Regions from separate parts of the Triticum aestivum genome. Here region 2 is linked to region 1. A link is a contact called in public Hi-C data. All regions are on one chromosome and are shown on one strand. Each heading gives the region's core, a stretch centred on a gene start, on an enhancer-like site or on the middle of the called end of the contact. The rest is flanking DNA. Distances are from core to core; before and after follow the strand shown.

Evidence for each region. Hi-C and Micro-C count contacts between places; a contact is called where the count stands out from the background.
Region 2: a contact with region 1 is called in a Hi-C map of leaf, with 2.0 times the contacts expected there. The contact joins the promoter of LOC123180289 here to the promoter of LOC123180287 in region 1. A contact is called at or near these places in 2 of 5 Hi-C or Micro-C datasets (both in leaf) and 1 of 1 datasets of contacts at active chromatin or transcription factors (leaf).

The regions. Positions count from the first base shown.
Region 1 is chr1D:58,894,152-58,900,736 of IWGSC CS RefSeq v2.1, forward strand. LOC123180287 (prolycopene isomerase, chloroplastic) reads right to left here and starts at 3,062. Exons shown (of 13, transcript XM_044592281.1): 1 at 2,529-3,062; 2 at 1,520-1,726; 3 at 1,317-1,416; 4 at 1,045-1,127; 5 at 880-936; 6 at 652-804; 7 at 499-577; 8 at 100-248. The coding sequence starts at 2,921.
Region 2 is chr1D:59,123,662-59,130,246 of IWGSC CS RefSeq v2.1, forward strand. It overlaps LOC123180289 (glutamate--cysteine ligase B, chloroplastic), which reads left to right and starts at 3,046. Exons shown (of 16, transcript XM_044592285.1): 1 at 3,046-3,339; 2 at 3,435-3,711; 3 at 4,953-5,103; 4 at 5,186-5,293; 5 at 5,803-5,895; 6 at 6,327-6,410; 7 at 6,555-6,585. The coding sequence starts at 3,461.

The sequences.
Region 1 (6,585 bases), core at 1,812-4,311:
ATTAAAGATTAAAATGTCCATATCAAATTCACCACTAATGTGACAGTGACTCTAACCCTCAATGATGACATACCCAGTAGCATACAACCTAGTGCGTACCTCCAGTACAAAATGGTGGCAATCAGTACCAGCAGGTAAAACTGAGGCTTTGACACCCAGATGAATGGATAGAAAAGATGGCGCTTTAACATAGTTCTTCTGAAAGTTTTTCTCCTCTTCTGGAAGCTCTTCAGCCTTCACGAGTTTTCCTGTAAGTTCATGCATTTGTTAACTCCTGAAGGAGGAAACTGAGCACATACTAAGTATGTATCAAAAAACTGTTCACACTGGCAGAATAATAACGGCAAGTTACCAAGTCAAGAAATATGCTTTTGGATGGTTGCAAAACATGAGAAACAAAATTACGGCAAAGTTGCAGAAGATGAAGAACATTGTAACAAGTGAAAGTGAAAGAGATACTTTTCTAGCTTGACCATGAAAGAATATTTGCAGAATTACCAAATGTGTCCCATCTTGTGGCATTTGATATTACTGTTCTAGCGAATAACTCCTTCCCATTTGACAACCTCACTCCAACCTGTAGTAATGAAATGTTCAGCTGAGAAACCAAAACTAAACTCCAGACATTTGAAATTAGTAAGATGAACTCACAGCTTTCCCATTTTCAAGAATAACATTGGTCACATTCGCCTTGTAACGTATTGCACTGCCCTTTTCAACAAGGCCATTTGCCAAAGACACCGCAATACCACCAACACCACCAACTGGATAATTAATTCCTCCAAAGTGCCTATCGCACAATACCTGTCATGTTGACTTAGATAATTGGAGGCTGAATGATTTTCAAACAAAGGTCTGACAGATTAACATCGAACTTACCATGCTCGCATTGATCATGGGTGTTTTCAAGGCATTGACTGTGCTCACAATAAAACACTACAAAAACCATAAATTGCTGTAATCTTCAGATAAGCGAAAGTTGAACAAAAATGTATGCGTGGAAGAAAAATTGAACAAGTGAGTAAACTCACAAGTATCTCACACCTCAGCATCTATGAAGGATAGCAACTGCTGATCTTTTATGAACTTGCGAGCAATATCCCCCGCATTCTGTGGCAGATAGTATGCTGCATCATAGAAAAAATGATTTTATATCAAACAATCTTATTTCATAGTATCTCGTATGAATTTATTTCTCTGTTGCTTTTGAGATCGCAATTGTTTCAACTTCAGTTAACTAATTGTTCTAAATGGTTTCACTGTAGAGAAAATAAGGGTAAAACTTATTGAGGAATATAAGGATGCAGTTTTAATACCGAGAGTCAAGCATTCCAAAGGCTTCTTAAAAAATTGCCCGAATAGGTATAGAGGTTCTTCCAAGGACTTTAGTTCCAAAGAATTTAATGAATTGAAGATCTGTTCATATGAGACATAGATGTAAGGTGTGAAGGTTGCATAAGAAATAAGAGAATAGCAACAGAAAGGTAACTAAAACAAGTAGGTAAAATAAAGACAATACCTTCCAACATGTACCATAGAATTTTAGGATTCCTTCTTTTTCATGCGGGAATTTGCTAACCAGCTCTTCGATGAAGTCATTATACTCCCTATGCACAAGAACAGAGAGAGCACCAGGTAGATGGAAATGAACCGTAGAAGGGTCTGGTATGACTTCCATCTTACATCCAACAGCTTCTAGTGCTTGCGTTATCAAATTTAAGTTTCCCTGGATGATAACACATGTCATGCTTCTTACCAAATATACCCAAACACAAAAAATACTTCATACAAAATATCTTTAAAAAAATGAATGAATGGTTTCACAACATCTGACAGCAATACAAATGTTTCCTAACAAGAAACATGTGAAAGGCACAAATCCACAGCCACTAGCCCAACGCTGTATGCCAATGTATGAGCATTTTCATGAGAGTCACACACAGGTACAGCACTGATCAACGCTACACTCTATCATGAAACATGCTGTGCACACCCTGAACATCCAGGCATTCGCACTTGGTAACAGTGGACTGCTTGGTCATGCTCATTGTCGATAAGCTGCACAGTGGTCACCTGCCCCTTGTAAGCTGTATGTAACATGGCATTGAGCCCTCAACCTCGAAATCAGGTTTGTCTCTTTAAGCAAAACAGCCCGCGAATATACTAATCATGGCATCTTCAGGCACTGGATGCCCGCAAAAAAGTAAGTCGTCAACTGATTTAAACAACCAAGCAAATCACAATTCCCCCCTCTCAGTTTACACCCAGCCTACCTTACCACGCCAGAGCACAAATTCGCAGTGCAAAGCTTTACCCCTCAAATATTTCTCTTGGTGATCACTAGGCACAGCACAGTCAAGCGCACAAGCACACGGAATCAACAAATTCACGGGCCGGAGCCAGAAATGTAACCGCGCAGCTACCTCAGTCACACTCATAGCAAATTTTGTGCTGAAAATGGAGCAATTCAAAAGCCCCGGGCAACAGTTTCAGCACAAGTGGAACGCCGGCGCTCTGCCCCGCTTTACCTTGTCGGAGAACCCGAACATGACGGAGGAGCCGACGTCGAAGGTGAACCCGTCGCGGCGGTAGTACCCGGAGCTGCCCCCGGGGATGATGTACTTCTCGAGGACCAGCACCCGGGCCCCTTTCGCGGCCAGCTGCGTGGCCGCCACCAGGCCCCCGATCCCGGACCCGACCACTATCGCGTCGTATCGCTCCCCGTCGCTTCCCTCTCCTCCGGGGGACTTCTCCACCGCCGCCGCCTGCCTCTCCGACACCACCGCCACCCTCCCCCTGCCGCCTCCGCGGGCCTCGCCGCCGAGGGGACGGGGGCGGGAGGGGCGGTGCGCGACGGGCGCGGGGAGGTGCGGGGAGCGGTGGAGGCACCGCGCCGTGAGGGGCGAGAGGAGGAGCGGCATGGCGGCGAGGCGTGGAGGCGGGGGGAACCGGCTGGGCCGTCGTTTTGTGTGGCGTCGGGTCGGGTATTTTATTCCGGCTTGGAGTGGAGTGGAGGAATCTGGCGCGGAGGGAGAAGGGTGGATGCCGCGGCGGGAAGGGGACGAAGAAAGCGAGGAGGGAGTGGAGGGGAGAGGATGAGGAGCCACGGCCGGCCGCCGACGGTGGGCCAGGGTGGTGACAATCACCTTTGTCAAGTGGTGGTCAACCCTCTCAACCGCGATCATAACCTGCTAGCCGCCGGTCGACCGGCCAGACTCCAGGCCGGTCGCGCCGCGGGCCGTTGGATCAGAAACATCCCAGCCGTTTGATCTTGGTCTCCTCGATCCTTGATCTGCCTCCCTCGTATGAACGCAGAAGAAGCACTCCCTCGTCCCTCGTCGTGCCACATCGCTGTCCCGACGCGCACCTCATCAGCGCGCACCACGTGGGGTCCATCGCCCGTGAGGGACGGCTCGCGCTTCGTCGCCATCGCAGCAACATCCCCCAGTTAGGCAGTCGAAGCTTCCGCCGCCATCACAGCACATGGCGCCATCGCAACAAACGTTGCCAGCATCGAAGCAACCGTTGTAAAGCCCCGCAGCCCCCACCCCCTCAGTCTCGGTTGCATCAATGGTCGCTCGCCGCTGTGGCATCGCAACCTACCGTCACACGATTCCAACATGCCAGATGTCAGTTTTAGCAAATTCCAGCATGCGGCGCCGATCGTGCCAGGCCAAAAACGCGGTTCCAGCAATCTGAGATGTCAGTTCCAACAAAGTAGATACACGGTTTCAGCACACGGCGGCGTCGGCTGCAGCAAAAAGGTGAGACACAAGTTCCAACGTGTTGCGTAGCCGGTGAAAACGCTAGTTCCAGCATTTTTTGTTGCCACAGACAAATAGTGTGCTCCACGGTAGTCCCAACGAACAATAGTAGCAGGCAGAGGCGCGGCGGCACGCCCCGCTCGAGTTTAAGCCCGTCGTTAGCAATATATTATTGCTCATATTTGTTATTGATAAGGGTTTTGGTAAGTGAAGCAAGAATAATATAGTACGTTGATAATATGAATCATTTCGTCGATTACATGACCTTGATGGCATACATGATTAAAAAAGTACAATAAAGTGCTGATTTAAGAGAGTAATATTATGTAGCTAGATGGTGTACGACTGTACATATGTAGATAAAGAAAAATTTGGTGAAATATATCATGGATTTTAAGCACTTTGGATTATTTGTTCTTGTTCTTCATGTTTTTTGTTGTTTTCTCTTTTCTTCATAAGAGGAGATTACAGTTACTAAATTGTATGATTTGTGGGTTTATAGACTTGATGTGTGCATTTTAATCAAGTTTATGAAGCTATCGGCCATTTTGCTTTTTCTAAATCAATAAATCAAAGAGATGATCAAAAAAGTTGTCCTTGTTTTCAATACTTTTCGCCACCCATAACCCTTGTGTCTCCTCCCCCTACTCTTTGCACACATATGGCAAACAACTCGAAATTTTTCATCTTCTCTAGTAAATTGTACCAGCGAGGCAAATTGTTGAACAATCATGATACATTTACGATGTTGCGCACAAGAGAACCCACGATCGAAGTACTTGTTGGCCTATCGGTACAGTTTCTAAGCTCCCAGGAAATCCTGGCTTGTGGTGCGTCGAGAGTGTTTGGGCAGGGATAGTGGGCCTATTTGTGAGTCGGTATTTAGCTATGTTTGGGCTTACCGTGCCGCCTCCAGAGAAACTGTCGCGGCGTCGGTGTTCAACCCTAGTCGCCTCCATCACCTCCTCTTGTGTTTGTCATCCCCTCCTCCCACCATCCACGACGCCACCCCACTGCGGTGCCCTCCCCTCCGAGCTGGCCATCTTGGTGGTGTCTACCACGACAGGGATGAAGGGGCGCGGTCGCCGGAGAAAGCGGCACTCGGCGGTGGCGCTATACTCTTTGGTCGCCTTCGTCTTCTACGTCCTATCCTTGATGCCTGTCACGCCCAATATGCGATACTATCCTAAAGAGACTCGAAGGTCCCACCAAGGATAGAACCGCATATTGACACGCTTTTGCAAGGTGGATATCATTACATCAACATTACATAATATATGGGGATACATACAAGGCATACAAATGCCGCAAGAATACATCAATAGATCATACAAGAGATCAACATCCGACTACGGATGAAACACAAACAGAAACTCAGACAATATCCACCCTGCTAGCCCAGGCTGCCGACCAGGAACCTAACCCAAGATCGACGAAGAAGAAGAAGAAGAACTCCAACACAAATAGACATCGCTCTCGCGTCATGAGCATCGCATAACATGTACCTGCAACTGGTGTTGTAGTAATCTGTGAGCCACGAGGACTCAGCAATCCCATTACCATGGGTATCAAGACTAGCAAAGCTTAATGGGCAAGGAAGGGGTAAAGTGGTGAGGCAGCAGCAGCGACTAAGCACAGTATGGTGGCTAACTTACGAAACAAGGGCGAGAAGAGGAGATAAGCAAACGGTCGCCAACTAGTAAGGATCAAGAAGTGATCCTGAACTCCTACTTACGTCAAACATAACCCCAAAATCGTGTTCTCCTCTCGAACAACCCCAAAAAGAGACAATCACGGTTACGCACACGGTTGGTGTATTTTAGAAGAGTTTACTTCAAGTTTACTACCACCGAATATTAACAAATTCCCATCTGCCACATAACCGCGGGCACGGCTCTCGAAAGTTTATACCCTACAGGGGTGTCCCAACTTAGCCCATGATAAGCTCTCACGATCAACGAAGGATATTCCTTCTCCGGGGAAGACCCGATCAGTCTCGGAATCCCGGTTACAAGACATTTCGACAATGGTAAAACAAGACCAGCAAAGCCGCCCGATGTGCCGACAAATCCCGATAGGAGCTGCACATATCTCGTTCTCAGGGCACACCGGATGAGCAAGACGTCGGGTTGGCATAGACCCTGGTTGCCCAGGGGGCGCCGGACATCGCTCGGTTTGGACCAGCACTCAGAGGAGCACTGGTCCGGAGGGTCTAAAATAAAGATGACCCTCGGGCTCTGGAAACCCAAGGGAAAAAGGCTTAGGTTGTTAGGCAAATGTAAAACCAATGTTGGGCCTTGCTGGAAGAGTTTTATTCAAAGCGAACTGTCAAGGGGTTCCCATAACACCCAACCGCGTTAGGGACGCAAAATCCGGGAACATAATACCGATATGACGGAAACTAGGGCGGCAAGAATGGAACAAAACACCAGGCATAAGGCCGAGCCTTCCACCCTTTACCAAGTATATAGATGCATTAATAATATAAGAGATATTGTGATATCCCAACATAAACATAATCCAACAAGGAGCAATCTTCAACTTCACCTGCAACTAGCAACGCTATAAGAGGGGCTGAGCAAAAGCGGTAACATAGCCAAACAACGGTTTGCTAGGAAGGGTGACAAAGGTTAGAGGTTCATGGCAATTTGGGAGGCTTGATAAGCAAGTGGTAGGTAGCGCAGCATAGCGATAGAACAAAGCAACTAGCATAGCAATGATAGTAATGAGATCCAAGGTGACGGTCATCTTGCCTGAAATCCCGCTAGGAAGAAGAACGAGTCCATGAAGAAGATGAAGCCACGAAGACGAACCAAGCGTA
Region 2 (6,585 bases), core at 1,796-4,295, 230 kb after region 1:
GTGCAGAGAGGGCCTTGCGTTACCAGAAGATTGCCTCCCAAGCAACTTCATCATCTCATTTGATTGCAAGCAGGTGGTCAGTGACATAAAAAAAGGTAGCCAATGCCCTATGGTTCGGTGATTACAGAAATCAAACTTCGAGCTTCTAGTTTTAGTTGTAATTTTATTGTTGAAAGTCACACCGTTAATGGTGAGGCTCATAGTCTAGCTAAGCATTCGCTTACTCTTGGTCCAAAGCGCCACATTTGATTGGTCAATCCTCATGATCCGACATGTATCCCATTCCATGTGGATTATCATCAATAAATCTTAGCTTTGTCCTAAAAAAAGAGCTCCCGTTTGCCAGCGCCTCACCGCTAAATAGGAGCACCCGCATGTTCGGCCTGTGGGCCAGAATGTGAGGAGTACGGATTACTTCTAAGGGTATGCACAATGGTTGATAAGATAGTCTTATCTTAAGTCTTGCATGTATTTTAGAGATGATAAAAAAAGATGTCTACAATGGGTCATTTCTTAGTCTTATCTTCGATAACTAGCTATTCCTAAAAATATGGTGAGACATATTATGCTAAGAGATCATCTCTTGTCTTCTCTTAAATAAGAGAAGACAAGCTTTTTCTTACAAGCTCTCTCCTCTACCTCATCTTTTATCTTACGTGTCACTTCTAAAATAGCACATTGTATGCCCTAATGGGCTCATTGGCGTGGTTCTGGATTTGTGAACCCCGCAATTACGTCGTGCAGTGTTCACACGTGGCAAGGCTATTGTGTCTGGAGTACAATTGTTTTGCACGTAGACCGTCCAGCGAGAAGGAGAAAGAAACAGAGGGAAGAAGCTAACTAAACAAGTACCATAAGCCACATGCTTCGATGCTCTAGTAGTACGGCACTGAAGGACCAATCAACCAGGCACCACCAGCGACTGAACCTGCCCGTGGAAATGGGGTGGGTTCACTCGCATACTTGGTCATGCCAATGTGCTTCTCTCCAACCGCTGCGTCTGCTGCAAAATCTAGTTTGTTGCTCCCTTTTATTCTGGTTTTGTTGCTCTTCTTTTTTCTCTCGTCGTCTTCACTCATCGTCTTCACGCAGCTCTGCAAGGAGCTCCGAAATAATGTCGTCCTGAGAAAAGAAAAACTGCCTGTTTCTTTTAAAACATGCGATTCTATATGTCATTTTCAGGGAACCTCGAAGTCTCCAAAACCTACGATTTTTCTTTGTTTTTTGGCAGAAAGTAAACTTTCCATAATACGTCACCCAAGCTCTAGTGGTTTCGCGACCTCATTGTGCACGTCATGACATATTGTGGGTGTACATAGTTATCAAAGTGGCTTAAGTTTTGCAATTAACAAGACATAATCATTAGTGACACTAACCCCACTCACTTATAAAGATTAATTTAAAAAGGAAAAGAAGGAAATACATGTATAAATAGAAAATTTAAAATATAATCAGCAGTCAGATCATGGTACACCCTCTCTCCTCTCCGACAACTGCGGTGGCGAAACTGATTTAATGACGGGAACAACATCGACAAAAAACACAACACACTCCAAGACTTCGATACTGATGCAACTATGATGTCATCATTCAAGACGTCGATACTGACGCAACTATGATGTCATCATTCTAGATGTCGGTAACTGAAGCAACTGTGATGTCGTCATTCTAGACGTCGGTAACTGATGCAACTGCGATGTCGTCATTCTAGACGTCGGTAACTGACGCAACTGTGATGTCATCATTCTAGACATCGGTAACTGATGCAACTGTAATGTCATCATTCTAGACGTCAGTAACTGGCGGAACTGTGATGTCGTCATTCTTCCGTACGTGGCGTTGGCACTCGGGCCTGCAACCACCACTTAATAACCATATCGATGCTGCCCCACCGCCATGCCTACTCCCTCCTATGCCTCTCCACGTTAGGGTTTTTTTGTCACACAAAGCCCTAAAGATTTAGGGTTTGGTGATATGTGCTCCATAAGAGTTGACAAAATAGAAAACAAACTATAAATCATCAAAACCATCTTTTCAGCGTCAAAGATCATCGAGGGAGAAGTAGAATTTGACAGCTCTTTATGATTCGGGTGTCCATACATGATGGTATAAAGTGACTAAGGAAATAGTTTAGGCTGTGACGAATTGTTCAAAATATAGAGCTTTGGGAGCAATGATTGCCGAGAGCTGTTGAGTTCCTTCGGCAGGGCGATGATCGAGCATTGTGGTCGACTAGTCGTGAAGCGAATGGCGTTGCGCATGAGCTAGCTCGACATTTGCTTTATGAACAAAACTACTTTCAAGTTATGGCATGATCAGCTTCCGACTTCCTTGTTCATACTACCATTGTAAAAGACCCTGTTATAGTTGAGTAGAGTCCCCGCTCAAAAAGATGCAATAAAAAAAATTGAGTAAAGTCGCCCAAAGTTAAAAAGAAAACACTAGTAGCATAAGCGCACGTGCACTGATGCTCGCAACGGTACAGTCCGGAAAGCCACGATGATCCAGGGCGAACCTGCCCTTGAAGACGGGCAAGGTTCATTCCGATCCATGATCGTTTAAATGTACTTCCTCCGTCTGAAAATACTTGTCCAAGGAATGAATGTATCTAGATGTATTTTAGTTCTAAATACATCCATTTGTATCCATTTATACGATAAGTATTTCCGGAGTACAGGACATGGTAGCACCTGACATCTCCTCTCGACATTTTTGCTCCGTTTTCATCTTGTCTTGAACCGCAACCCGAGGGTGAAACGTGTGCTCTGGATGTCGTTTTGAGAGCGAGGCACCAAGACGAACCAGCGTGCAAAACACCATCACCATGCATGAAAAATCCTGGCGCCGCCGTGCCTACCCAGCGTCCTACCTCACCGCCGACGTCACGAGGCACCGTACAAGAACCATCGGCGAAGCTTAATTCAGCAATTAACAAGCCATAATCATTAGCGCCAGCGCCCCCACCACCGAAAAGGAAGGACTAGCAAATCACCAGCTGTCCAAATCACCCCCGCAGCCCCGGCGGCCCCTACTCTCTTCACTCACCAGCTGCACCCGCGGAGGGAGGAGCGGATTGGATGACGCGCGCAGCAGCAGCATCGCGCACTTCAAGGCGTCGTCGCTGCTGACGCGGCCGCGACCCGCCTCCCCACGACCCTGCGCGCCGCTGATGCGTGGGCCCCACCCCACCGCTTTATAACCACGCCGACGCCGCCCCCATCCCACCCCCCACACTCCCCTCCGTTCCGGACTCTCAAGCAGCAGCGGCGGACGGCGGCGCGCGCGTCTCCGTCTCCTCGCGCGGCGAATCGCAGATAGAATCGGATTGATTCTCCGTAGGTGGGTTGGGCGGGGGTTCGATGGCGACATCGTGTCGGATTCCCGCAATTCGCGCTGAACTTTTTGTTGGTTTTGCGGATTTTTCCGTGTCTCAGGTTTCTGTTTCGGCGGGTTGGGCGTGATGGCGGTCGCGTCGCGCCTGGCGGTGGCGCGGGTGGTCCAGCCGGACGGCGGCGCGGCGGGCGGGAGGAAGGGGCGTCAGGGGTTCGCGGTGGTCGGGCTCCCCGCGGCCGGGAGGAGGGGGAGGCGGCGCGGCGGGGCCGTGGCGGCCAGCCCCCCCACTGAGGAGGCGGCCAAGTTGACGGAGCCGCTCACCAAGGAGGACCTCGTCGCCTACCTCGCGTCCGGCTGCAAGCCCAAGGAGAACTGGAGGTGAGAAGCTTCCACAGATGGTGCTACTTCCCTAATGCTACTTACTGTTGGAAGTGGAACGTAGTTCTATGGTTGGAACGGCCGATTCTTACTGCCCAGCTTACTGTTTAGCGCTGCAATTGGGGATTTAGTATTCACTGTTCAGTCGCCCCTAGAGTGGTGGAGTTTTCTCACATGAATCAGTGCCTTGTAGTGACGAACTTTGTGATGCTTGCTAGTAGTTTGCACTTGTAGGAATATAAGAGGGCCGATGCATTGAAGTGACCTTTACTTTGCCTAGTTAGCAGATGAAGCTCTGCCCTTGTTCAACCAACGGGTCACATGGTACTGGTTAGCATAGTTATACTAGACTAGGAACTGAATAGGGAATACATTGTGTTATCTTGTTGGCGAATGGCGCCGCTCGTGCACTCATATAATGCTGGAAGTAGTAAAATTGCAATTTGTGCATAGAGCAACAAAAACTGATATAGTACTTGTTAATATGCTATACGTGAAAAAAGTAAGCTTAGAAATGATTGTCCTAAATGACAGAAAAAGTCTCTCTAAGCTTAGATATGCTATAATTAATGGGGCATGCTACGTGTCCGCCGGCTGATCTTTTTCAAAGATTGGCTGGGTCGCTAGCCGCCAGATCTAGCGTCATCAAGCCGTTGACGGGCATCCCAACTTTTGCAACATAGATTATGCTGCAGATTTTTTTGCAACAGAGACCATGTCGCGGAAACGTCTGTAGAGTCCTTTTTGCTACAAAGGTCATATTGCAGAATTTTTGCAACAGAGATCATGTTGCGGAAACGTCTGTAGATTTCTTTTTGCAACAGAGGTCATATTATAGACTTTCAACAGAAAGCATGTTGCAGAAGACGAACGAGAAAAAAAAAGGAAACGAGCGGCTCTCAGTCGCTAGCGATTAAGATAAGAAAGAAAAAGGATGAACGGTGATAGGGCCCACATGGGACGCGTGGTGCGCATCTGAGGTGGCGGACGATGCGCTGTAAATTGGCCGGTTGACGGGAATCTTTTCGCATACTTAATACATCTTGTTAATGTAGCGTGCTCATTTTTTTCAATCAATAAAATTTATTGGAGATGAAGATCGTTCTGGTGCCTGTGTTCAAATTATTTCAGATTTGACAATATATTTTTGTTTTTCTTGAAGTTCTGTTCCTGTATAATTCCTACCGAGTATTTCGGTTAGTTATTTGGTCCATTCCGTGAGTAAATTTTTTGTTGTACAGAATTGGCACAGAGCATGAAAAGTTTGGTTTTGATGTCGAAACATTGCGCCCTATAACGTATGATCAGATCAGTGCTATACTCAATGGGCTGTCTGAGAGATTTGAATGGGACAAGATAATGGAAGAAAACCATGTTATTGGTCTCAAGCAGGTACTATACCTGGAAAGAAATATGATATATATGGTTTTCACTCAATAGTGATTTTTGTGACAACTTATTTATATGGATGCAGGGAAAGCAAAACATTTCACTAGAACCTGGTGGCCAGTTTGAACTTAGTGGCGCTCCCCTCGAAACATTACATCAAACTTGTGCGGAGGTCAATTCACATCTTTATCAGGTAAATATCTATTAGCGAGCAAACTGTTGCATGTATAAGTATTCGCTTTTTACAGAAATTTATGAAATGTAACTTTGTGGGATTTTCACCTGTGACATATCATAATGTCATATTTAGTTCCCACCAGAAAATTCTTTTTAATCAGATTATCCTATTTCATATCCCAAAAATTGTACAAAGTCCATGCCACGAAATGTATATTCGCATCCCAACAAACCGTGCCAATTATATTGAGAACTAAACAACCACCAATATCTAGTTTCTTCTGGAAGTTTGTATCATCTTATGCGTGCATCTGTAAGACCTCCAAACCTTACTGGGCACGGAGTTAGTTTCCATTAGACTCTGTGGGTTCATGAAAACAAATTGAACTGTCTCATGGTTCTGTTTGCACATTCGCCTTCTAGGTTTTACTTGCTGAAAGTTAATTGTACTATGATGTATGTATTTTTGGTGGAGAAGGTCTATACTGTTCTATGCTATGATTTAATCTTCTGCCGGTTTTGTAGGTCAAAGCAGTTGGAGAGGAATTGGGAGTAGGATTTCTTGGAATGGGTTTTCAGCCAAAATGGGCTCTGACTGATATACCAATAATGCCCAAGGTAATTCTGTCCTTTAAACCTCATAAATGTAGGTTTTGAAGTTTGTGCTGTTGCTAGACTGTTAAAGGGCCTTTTTTTCTTTTTTATTTATATCCCAGTCTAGTTAATTTCCGAGAAATGAAGTTGCAAATCTAAGAACATACTTATGGTTTGCAGTATTAGTAGTTTATTAGTACAACATAGTTCCATGGGGCTGATATCGAAATGCTGGCTTTTGATGCACCCATTCTTGCTTGGTACACCATTAAGCAAATCCTCCACTGCAACTGTATCGAGCAATTGGCAGTTAACACAAAATGATTGATAACCCACACTGTAGTCTTCTTTCATGCACAACCTCACTTGTAATTTAGGCATATTTGCCCTATGCAACATAATTATACTGTTACTGGTTCCTGTAAAGTCTGATCATACAATTTGCTACTCTGTAGGGAAGGTATGAAATCATGAGGAATTACATGCCTAAAGTTGGTACTCTTGGCCTTGATATGATGTTCCGCACGTGCACTGTACAGGTAACTGTCATTTTTAGTTTTGTGTTCATGGGCCGTTTTGACAACTCACAGCCCTTTATTTCATTTGATATCAAACAGACTAGTATACAATATTCATGTTTCACTAAACAAGTTTAATTAAGAGTTCACTATTCTGGCATGCAGGTTAATCTCGATTTCAGTTCAGAGCAAGATA